Linked DNA regions of Bicyclus anynana: region 2 is linked to region 1. A link is a contact called in public Hi-C data. All regions are on one chromosome and are shown on one strand. Each heading gives the region's core, a stretch centred on a gene start, on an enhancer-like site or on the middle of the called end of the contact. The rest is flanking DNA. Distances are from core to core; before and after follow the strand shown.

Evidence for each region. A called contact is a pair of places that touch in the nucleus more often than the background predicts.
Region 2: a Hi-C map of whole body shows a contact between it and region 1, with 2.9 times the contacts expected there. The contact joins the enhancer-like site here to the promoter of LOC112051465 in region 1. A contact is called at or near these places in 2 of 2 Hi-C or Micro-C datasets (whole body and whole larva).

What each region holds. Positions count from the first base shown.
Region 1 is chr11:276,925-283,077 of ilBicAnyn1.1, forward strand. It overlaps LOC112051465 (protein singed), which reads left to right and starts at 1,522. Exons shown (of 9, transcript XM_052884393.1): 1 at 1,522-1,798.
Region 2 is chr11:313,778-319,318 of ilBicAnyn1.1, forward strand. LOC112051465 (protein singed) reads left to right here. Exons shown (of 9, transcript XM_052884393.1): 4 at 380-565; 5 at 2,268-2,496. Among protein-coding and RNA genes, the nearest start is that of LOC112051465, 38 kb to the left of the region's middle. Within about 2 kb of position 2,309, at least 7 of the 8 cell types and tissues checked have open chromatin away from gene starts, as enhancers often do.

The sequences.
Region 1 (6,153 bases), core at 272-2,771:
TCACAAAAAAAAAATACTTCTCGACAACAAGCATTGATAAAAAATAAGTCTCTCTGTCTATGATATGTCATGTTTCAGTTCAGTCTTAATTTGGAAATAGAAGCTTGACCGCTAGCAGTACCTAAATGTAAAAAAATGCGTTAATTATTACTTTACTCTGCCGACAAAGCCGTGCCGCCAAGCAATCAACCATCATGGATTAAAAACGTTAAGTTCTAACTAATATCTATAATATTTTACTGTCCGACATACGAGATGAGCTGCTCGCAGGCAATGAGGCGCAGACGCGCACGTTACCATAACATAACTGTTCCCAGCGCAGAGTAAAAACAATCAATTGACTTTCATATCACTCAACTGTATTATGATTATGAATACGTTAGCTGCTCAGTAAAACTTACTTCAACACTGCGCTTATCTATCTAATAGCGGACGCCCGCAACTTCATCCGCCCTTAGACCTTCTTAATTCGGTCCTCCCGCAAAATCCGTACTTAGTGAACGTCAACTACCTACGAACTACCTCCCTATCAAATTTCAACTATGTGCGTCAAGCGGTTTTTGAAATATCGTTATTTCTCTCTCCGTCTATCTGACCGTATTTTATGTTGACCGGGCATCACGCTGAAAGAACTGAATGAATTCAAATGAAACTTGGCACGATTTGAGACCGTAATACCAGAGTAAAGATATACGATGAAGATTAAAGGATAGTTTTTCGCGAAAATTAAATCAAAAGTTGAAACAGGGGTTGAATTTTTCTAATATAAATCCACTATAAATCGTTTATATTTTGAGTTATAGTTTTGTAAATTGATTATTGGACTCTTTATTATTTATAAAACATGCAAAAATATAAATAGAAGGGGTGAAATAGGGGTCGAAAGTACATCGATTTCCATGTGGACGAACTCGGATTCCAAATTTCGACTTAATGTACACGTAGCGCAAATGTTTATCTATAAATAATTATTTAATACTGAATAGTGTACATTTGCAAATCCAAATTGTAAACATGACGATTCGAAGGTAGTTGTGAAACTATCGTGGTAGGGGTCTTTCCAGATCCCTCTTGGTGCCTAACTCATAGAAGCCCAAGTTGCTACAAGATAATATTCAATCGTATTATTTTGAATAATAATTAACCAAATAGAGCATGTTGGATAAACACATAAACCTATGAAACAATGCTCCTAGTCAAGACCTATAGGTAAAAATAAAACTTTCAACGCTTTTCCATAAACTACTCATAACTAACTTAGCTAGTTAAATATAGGTAGTAACATTAAGTTTATGGAATATTGTGGAATGTCATAACAATCAAAATGAATACTAACAAAATGCAGAAGAAAAGTGTAACTTTTGAATGAAGTTCAAACTTTCACGTGCAATACGTCCGCGGAACATTATTTGCCTATTGGTGGCGATCGAGCGCATTTGATCTCTATTGGTGCACCGTCTAACGGTTCCTGCGGCTACGTTCACTCGCGTCATCCTCAAACGCTCGGTCAGCGCCAAGTTCATTCCGCTCAGTCCGCCGCGGAACGTCGTGGGGGTTACATCGTTGATTTGTTAGAAAATTGCAATTTGAAATTGCACCGGTCACTATTCATATACTGATTTGAACTATTAAAAGGTTAATATAGACGTTATAAATAACAAAACCAGACTCGAGGTGTCAAGTTAATTGATGTTTGTGTTATTATTAAAGTTAAAAGACTTTTTGTAAAGTGCAAGTGGTTTTTTTCGCGATCTACGCGGCTGCACTTCTTTGGTTGTGTGTTCGGTCAAGAGTAAAGGTGAGTTTTTATGTAGTTTTCACGGTTGGTGGTTGTTTTTATGGCGTGGCTGGTGGCGGGTGGTTGCCCCGGCGCGCGACGGCAGGGGAGCCAGGATCGATTGTCCCGGGCCGGCGAGTCGAAGCGACATCCGACATACCTACAACGTCTCACCCTCGCGCATTGTCTATACCTACCTACGTATTCCCATTTGCATTAAATATTTTCCGTTTAAAGTAATTTTGAACAACTTTATAAATCTTATCAAATTAGTCAAATAAAAACTAAATTCAAAGGATAGCTGGTATACAGACTAGACAGGTCAGTCACATCAAGCAATATGATTCTACCTACAAAAATACGAGGAAAACATTCCATGTTTACCACTAATAGGCATTTAAATTATTTATAGAGCATGATTTATTATAAATAAGGTAAATAAATAGACATTATTGAGGTCAATACTTCGGAATCTTCATAACATAATAATGATAGAAATTGCAAAATGTTAGAAACTGGTTTATAAAGCTTTAAATAAACTAAACTTAACACCAAAGACTTCTATCGATTATCGAATATAAAATATGGGATCAATTCGCCGGCCACAGACGGTCAGGTATACTGCAGTGCTCATATAGGAATGTGGCTGTGTAAAAAACACTGAAACCCCACCAATAATCACTTTTGGATATTTTTATCACTGCCCACTTTCCTACGCGCGCTGTAGACAGGGCTGTTATATTATGTACTTGACCGTCTGTGGCCGGCGTTAGAAGGTTGTAAGAAATTATTAAACCTATCTTTAATTTTGCGGATGTTATGACCTACAATTAATAGATACATCGAGAAAAGAAGTTATATAGATAGGTAAATATTTTTTAAAGAAAATATAGCTATTATAGCATATACTACAGCCCTACTCGATGTGCTATGTTTAGAAACAAACAAATTATCGTCATGATGTCAAGCACATCTCGACCAACACACTATCAGTTTTATCGGCTGTGAGGCCGTTAGCGCTGCAGGTATGTGAGTTTACTTGATCGTTAGCGGATGACTTTAGCCTATTACTAACAAGCGTTTTATATAATTTAGAATTAATAATAATTTACGTAGATACGTAACTACCTAAACTACCTACCTCACCGACCACCATTCACCTACCTTCTGAGAAAAACGTCATCCCTGAGTATTCTGTAGTAGACTTGACTAGAGTAGTAAAGTTGATCGTGTGTGGCTGGCGTTCTTAGGTAACGCATTATTTTCAGTTTATCTTGCAGGCTCGAAGAGATGTTATACCTACCTATGTAAAAGATAAGCAGGGTTCCCAACTTAGGGGTTTTCCCCCCAGATTTAGGGGGCAAATAAGTGAAATGGGATTTTTTTAGGGGTCTGAAATTTTTAGGGGTATTTTCAGGGATTTTTTGACTCTTTAATATTTTTAAATTGATGATAATTTCAATATTTCTTTCTTGACCTAGCGACTTATAACGATATATAATACGTTTTTCTACAACCACTCTGAGGCAACCGGCGGCAATTTTCATCGAATAAAAAAAATTGTAAAATTATTATATTTATAAAATTGATTTCAAAAAATCTGAATCTTCAGATAAAGACGTAATATTTTGTCTGATTAAATATAGACTTTTGAAACATATTACAGCATATTTTTTCTGTTTTATTAATTCTGTTTAATTATTATGAACTTATATTTTTAGGGGGACAACTCAATAATTAAGGCGATTTTAGGGGTTTTTAACACAAACTTTAGGGATAAATATTTTAGAGAGTTGGTAACACTGAAGATAAGTCACGTTCGCTAGGCGCGGATCGTGATTGTAGACTTGTACAGCAAGTCAGCAAACTGTAAATTCATCTCGCTACGTGATCGTAAATCGACGGTCAATATTTACTTTTGTGTTCGCTTGCATGGTCGCCATTTTAGCGGTTTTTGCACAAGTTTTATCTATGTGTAGTTCAAAAGACAGTAGAAAGTTTTTGGGAAGAAATACCTATGGAATTGCTGCTCGACAGATGGGAGAGAACGCTTAGGTTTTTTGATCAAGGCCAGACTGGGCTTACAAAGTATAATGAGCAATAGAATCGATCGTTATATTGTATTAAAATCAGGCAAGTCATATTGATCCGTGAACTATTATAGTTGGTATGGGACATGAGTACATATAAATTGTAGGCTTAAAAGTGAAGGAATCTATTCCTGTAACACAAAAATGCATAATATGTAAGTATGCACCTATATCACTATACTTAGTACCACTGATAAGTACATAAAGTTGGTTAAACTATACGAGCTATTGATGTGTGTTGATTAATCTAAATACAGTAGTGTCAGTTGTGACGTTTAAGGTACATTTAGTGCTGTGTCAAGTTTTCAATGTCACGAAGTTCCGACTGTAGGATAACGTTTACTATATTTAAACATAGAACAATATTTTTTGCATAACTAAGATGGTAAGTGTTTGGATTTAGCTGATATTTATAGAATCATCTGTCTCTGTTTTTCTTGAGTGTACGTTGTAAGCCGTCCCTTTCGCTCAGGGTGGGTAGGTACAGGAGTCAAGCCTGGAATGTTGGCATTTAGCGCCGGCGGCGCGCAGGGGTCGCGAAATCCGGGCTTAGGAGGCCTAGCATTCCTGCTATGCGCTCGCCTACTTCGATTTATGGCTGAAACGAGGTTTTGTTTTGTTGTTTGTATAATTTAAACTCTGCTTTTGCAATTGCGGAATAGGTAAAACCTGATTCAGTTTAATAACAATCGTCTCTCTCTCATGGTATGGTCCATACAACTTGAATTTTGTGTTTTCTCAAGAAAGAATAAAAGGCCTTTCGATCTCTGGAGTCAACAGCTTCGGACGAAGATCGGGTCGGGTACCTACTTTGTGTTTTACTACCACGTTTATTACCACGCTGCTTCAAAGCAGTTTGATTCTATAACTGCTATCAGAGGATAATAATCTTAATCATCATCACATACGCCCGAAGACATTCCAAACTTGCTTTACAAATTTGAAAAATGGCTGCAAATAGCTTAGTACGAGTTGCTTGGATACCTATCCACCAATGCTACCCTTTGAGGCGTCTTGCAATTCTGTGATAAAAAGGGGAATGAGGAACAAGGTGGTGGAGTTCTTGCGCATATTCTTCAAAGTATATCTAGTCAAATCAAGGGTGTGCGCCTTTGGAATATCCTAACGAAGATGAGAAAAGCTATTCAATCATCACAATAACAAAAACAAGGGAAACAGGGACATTATAAAGAGGGCAGATACAAATGGCGGCCTTATAGCGAAGTAGCGATTTCTTCCAGACAACCTTAGTGAGCGATGCGAACGTTCCGGCGAGCGCGTCGTTCCGCGATCGATGCGATTTATCAACCCAATGAGCTGCAATGGCCGCGCCAGTCGTTAGTTTGGCTTTAGTGGCTTTTAGCACGCACTGGCAGACGCTGGCAGTGTGGCCCACCTGCGTAGATCTTGCCGAAACTAATTTAATTGTATTCATTTTATAAATTAAAATACAAATGTGTTCACGCTACGAAATCGATTCAGATGTTTTTCGTATATTCCAGCAAGGCTCCATTTTATATACCAAGCCATTAATGATTATTTGGACTTTATCGTAACAGTATACAATTTAAGGAATCTGTTTCTGGACTCTAGCTAGCTAGTAGATCAGAAATAAACGCCCAAGAAAAACAAATTAGAATAAATTGAGATTTTAAACTGTTCGCATTCAAACCTGTAAAGTGATTAATGAAGGCAGGGAAAAAACGAAGGGTTATATTAAAGTAATTAAAATATCAGTAACTTACGGTTACGATGATAATAAATGAGAATGTAATAAGAGCGAGCAGTCGTCGCGTTCCGCCGCAGCAATTAGTTGAGTGTTAATTAATTGTTAAACGCGCACTCACTCACTCGCGGATTTCTTATACTACACAATGCACGGGAAAGTTGAAGTTTTGGGGTTAATGGAATTACTTCTTATAAAAATATCTGATAAAACCTATAAACAAACACGGACAAAGTCGTGAGCGTCACGCTAGTCGGAAATAAAGTGCTATGCAAATATTTGTGTTAACATGAGAGCCATCGTGATTTGGCCCATGCACCGCGATAGCTTATCGAATACTCCACTTATCGCCGATTATCCTGGAGAGGGCGCTGGGATGCTGTTGACAATGTTGACATTATTTCCCTTATCTCCACATATCTCTGATTATCTCGCGTACAACTGCTATCTGATCCGAGTCCCTTATCGCAATCGCATGTTTGTGATATCTAGTGAAAGGAGAAAGTTTGGGTGTAAAACGGTTTTGTAGTTTTTTTAAACTATTATGAAAAAATAAAATA
Region 2 (5,541 bases), core at 1,059-3,558, 38 kb after region 1:
CAGTTGTGGGAATCGAACCCACGGCCGTGGATGCAGAAAGCAGGGTCACTACCCACTGCGCCACGCGGCCGTCGAAGCAAGCTGCTAATTAACTATTAAATATGTAAATGTTATCAATCAGCAGTACTAATTATAGGTTTATTTTATTACTGCTGACTTAATGATTGTGGAAGAGCCGTGGCCAGTGAATATGACCTCTGCCTCCGATTTCGTATGGATTTTAAGAAATTAAATATCACGTGTCTCAAACGGTAAAGGAAAACATCGTGAGGAGTACTACATACCTGATAATTTGCTCAATTCTCTACGTGTGTGGTGGACTAAGGCCTAACCCCTCTCATTGTTTGGGTTGATAATGATGAATGTTTGCGGCACCCAGGTGAACCTGCGCTCCATCGGCCGCAAGCGGTTCGCGCACCTGTCGGAGTCGCTGGACGAGATCCACGTGGACGCCAACGTGCCGTGGGGCGAGGACACGCTGTTCACGCTGGAGTTCCGCGCCGACGAGGGCGGCAAGTACGCGCTGCACACCTGCAACAACAAGTACCTCAGCGCCGGAGGAAAGGTCAGTGCCACTCCTGTCAGCCTTGTTGCACCATGACGTTGTAGTGTCTGTGGGCCTAGCAACGACATCTGTGAAGAGAAATAAACAAATGTCTCAGTCCCTTTTCTTTTGTTTTGCAATGAAAGAGGGCGATATTTCCGGTATCGCCGTTATTGGTTGACATTTGTCTATATCTCTTCTTGAGTTACGTCGTTTGGTCTATGGTAGGTATGCTGGTATGGTCTGGTATGCGTGTTATAGGCCTTTGTATTCATGGGATATCAAATATTCAAGTGCTAGAAAGAAAACATTGCGACTAATAAATGAATAAAACACCAAGTATTTTACTCATACATGCTTCTCTGAAGCACATTCATTTTGTATTAACTAGTTCACAAATGAATTAATATAATTAGAAGTAACACATTTATTTATAGTTTATTTTTACAAGCGATTACACTAAATGGACAGTGAAAATGTAGCAGACTTGACGGCACACTTGATCGTGTGTGACTTGCATAAAGCTACCTAACGTTATTTATGTGACGAGAATGTGGTCTTTACTCACCAAGTCTTTTCGCCGTTCTAACCCTATTCCTTAGGGTGCTTAAAAATCATTTAGTTAATGTGGCTTTTTTCACCTAAAGCATTATAAATTTATATAAATACTTAGTAATTATGTTTGTGACAGTTCATCCGATAATACCTGTTTGCAATATAGAAGAAGAGTACAAAAAGTGAAAATAAAGCTTCGCACTAACAATCAGCGCATACAGACGCACAAAGAGAACAACATGTAGTGACAGCAATTAGCGGCGCGCTGTGCCGACTGCGGGACAATGCTCGCACCTCGGCCGCGGCGTGCCACGTGGGAATCGATACGGCGCGTCGCACGTAAGGGAGCCCGTCGACGACCAAACTTTTCGACAAACGTGTGTGATCATGTGAAGCCTCTGTAAAACATTGCTTAATGAAAAAGTCAAGTTTGTCTATCAAAAATTACTTAATTGACAAGCAAGTTTTTCAAATATGTTTAATCGTTAAGGTGCTGCCTAACACTACATGACTAGTAGTAGTAGTAGTGACTCCACGGAAGGTTTGATATCTTCAATCATTGAAGGAACGTATTCTGAGTTATTCGTATGTGGATAAGCATCATCATGAGGTTGAAAAGCACATCACATGCTGATGTGCTTTTCAATCTCAGGCATACATTTGGAGTCTCAAGCATTTATATCCTCTGTATAATGGGATCATACTCGTAGGAATGCTGTAGGCCAACTTCTGTTTATTGTCCTTGTTTAGTGAATTTTAAGTAGGGTTAGTTTGCAGCGCTTTTTTGAAGCTTCAGATGCTTTCAGGTGCTAAATTTACATAAATTTGTCTGTCTCTGTCACTTAATATTTGTACACATTCGGCTGAATGGAGCGCTGTCTCAGCAAAGAGCTGCTGCAGCTGAGTAACTGTAGCGCTGATTTTGCAGGCATGACCTCAGGATGAGCTCACGGACCAATCGCGAATGCGTTTGCGGTTAAAATAATAATGATTGAAAAATAAAATGATATACGTATCTATCCTATCTTCTTGTGTTTCAATTAGTATACCGTGCCGTGTTATAGTATGCAATGCTAGCCGTGCTGTACGTGTGTTGGTCGCGATGTGCATGACATGCCGGCATGTGGGTGGGCAGCATTACACAGAGCTAACGTAGCGGTCCCCTCAGCTGCTGGACACGTGCACGGCGGAGTGCCTGTTCAGCGCGGAGTACCACGCGGGCGCGCTGGCGCTGCGGGACGGCGCGGGCGCGTACCTGGCGCCCATCGGCTCCAAGGCGGTGCTGAAGACGCGCTCCACGGCCGTGACGCGCGACGAGCTGTTCTCGCTGGAGGACAGCCTGCCGCAGGCCGCCTTCGTCGCCGCGCTCAACGAGAAGTACGTCTCCGTCAAACAAGGTCAGTGCACCCCTCGAGCGACAGTTCAACTAATACTTCTTTACGCTTCACTTGAGGAATAAGCTCGTAAAGTTAAGAAATTGTAATCGGGCGAGGCGAACGGACGTTGAGAGGGAAAGGTAAAAAAGTTTTACATCAGTCATGTGTAAAGCATACTTGTTTTTTTATACAAGATAGGTATGATGATCTTACCTGATGGTAAGCGTAGATATAGTCTAAGACACGCTTGCTTAGAAGATGTCTATTCACTTTTAGTTTAAAGATATCCAAGTTACAAGGAAATACAGATATAGAGAGTATTCTAAACCATAGCCGTGCGTATATGAGATAAGAAGACACAAAACGTTTCGTACGTGTCCTAGGGACTTCAACAGCATAGGGATGAAACCCCATTCGGTGTCTTGCGGCGCGATGGTAGAAATGGCAAGGAATGGGGGAGCTTCAGTATGCACAGTTTTTTTTACCTCATATGAAATTAAAATGTATGTAAGTATGTGAAATTATAAATACGTACAAAACTACATAAATTCGTGGTTCGATATGTACTTCGTAACAAAATAGACGCGTACAATACTGAGAATAGAGCACTAACAACAGCTAGACTAATAAAGTGCAATCAAGCCGAACGTTCCTCGAACTGATTACAATAACCGTACCCACAACATCTGCGGCCGGAATGAGCTGATTGCTGCTCCGGCATATACAGCCGACGGACAGGAATAAGAGATCATTGTTCTTTGAGATTTGCTACCTGAGCTGTAAAGGATTCGCGCAGTGCAGCGACTTTTCGTTTTTGCAAAATGACATGTTATTTCCCACTATAACTTTATAGTGATGCCACTTGATGTTAATTGAGTATTAAGGTCGTAGCTCATTAGAACCACCCGGGACCCGACCCGCACACTCGTAGTCGACAGATGACCACGGGTGGACGCCGCGTTGTCACCAGTGAACCTCGCGTGGTCAAGGAATTTCCGAGTAGTAGTTGCCAACAGCGAGCTATCATAGAGAGGTCCACTCGCAGTCCGCGCGTGGACACCTTGCGAGCAAGCGAGGCGATCCGGTGATGGTATGGAGTTGATGTAGTTAGCATGCCCATACAAATCCATACGAAGAATACTAACCACTAAAGGCGAGGTAATGCGGGTCTGATCCTGTGTTGCTCTAATAAGCTACGACTTTTAATATCTTTTGTTGATATAATCATGTATGCATAGATTTATAACACATAGATAGTGATTAGTGCCAGGATTCGTAAGCTATATTATGTGCCCCGAAATGGGAGCCCTTGACGCATCTTTACACTACGATAAGTACACTTGTGTGCATATCGGCGAGGGTAATTAGCTTAGCTCTTACACTTAGATGGCCACAGAAGTGGCTTACGTTTGGAGTGAAAAATTGTTACGTGTTGCTAGTCTATAGGTTATTAGTCTTAGCTTGTATGTAATAATGATGTGAGAAACATTCGCTTCTATCTTTCGTCAAGTTATCATATACTTTTTGCAACACTCCAACCATCTCTTCTTTGCCCTTACTCCCTTCTTGTGTCCTTCCATTAAGAATCGTACCTACCCCGAGATACATAAGTACCCTGCAGATCAAAGTGCATTACTAAGTCAAGACACTTGTTTGACCACGACACAATCGTAACAGAGTAAAAATAAAAAAATAGCAGACCAATCTCTTTAACTATAAACCAAGTAAAGTAACAAGAAAATAAACAAAATGTACAAAAACAAGACGGATAGCGTGGCTTTAATGCTCCCTTAATAATAGGTCTCAGTAACAATAGCAGCTGCGTGCAGTTAGAACTGAGCTATCTGTAGACTGCCAGACAGGAAGCCTGCCTGCCTGCCTGCGGTCAGATAAGGCTGCTGGTACACGCTCGGATTGTATTACCTTTCTGTTATCATCTATTGTTTTGTAGAAAATTGTCTACTTAATCAATCACAAGGATTGCCTGTTTTGTGATTGGATATAAAAGGTACCGTATCAGTTTGAGTAAGGCTTGTAAAAGTCTGAAATGTAGTAAAAATAAATAATTTTATCTCAAATTTGACTGATATTTTAGTGTATCCGTGGAAATAGACAATCTTTTTGCTTTCATATATTTGAAAAACAGTTCAATTTATTATAAAATTTGCTAGAAAAATTGTTGTGAAGTTTGTGACAGGATAAGTCTGTCGACTGTAACGAGTACATATTATTGCGTAAACAACACAATGTACCATTTCTGATGTCTACACTTAACTTTTGTTGGCGTATTAGCATGCCAGTGTTTATATGGAGGTTCCCAGGCATGAGGCAGCATGGGAACAGCGGCTCATGCGACGTCACGCGCCCGCCTGCTCGAGTGCGGTCGCGACCCGCGAACGAGCTTATAACATACACCGTATAGCGTCACGTACAACACAGCACACAAAACATACTAGACCGTACGTGCTCATACGTGTAGGAAAATAGATAAATAAAACTATATGTTTGCGGCAGTATTTTTAAATGTATATATGTATGTATTTTGTATGTACTATATTTTACATATTAATTCGTTAAAATAACGTAATCAATTTAAATTAAACTTAAAATTTAATTCAATGTTTTTATACTTTACTTGGATCATATTTTTGATCTATATTGCTAATTTTTTGTTGCAACCAAGGAGAAAACATCTAAAAATACGATAGCTGAATAAGAATTGAAAAAATTGGAAACCCATACTCAACTATATACCTTTAGATAGATAGATTAGGTAATAAATATTGTAAAATTTCGTTTCTAATCACACGATTACGTTTTAATTTTTTTATATAATTACCTGACTGCAGGAAGGATTATGTTTATTTTACGTTTTTTTTCTAAATTCCGACTCTTGACTCACAATTACGAGTAGTATAGTTACAGTTCAGTAGTATAAACTAATAATAATTAGATATTACGTGTGTTATTCTATATTTTGCATATTATAAAACTGCAGAGTTTGTTTGACCGCGCTAATCTCAGAAACTACTGCTTCAATGGGAAACTCATTAAGAAAAGCTCACG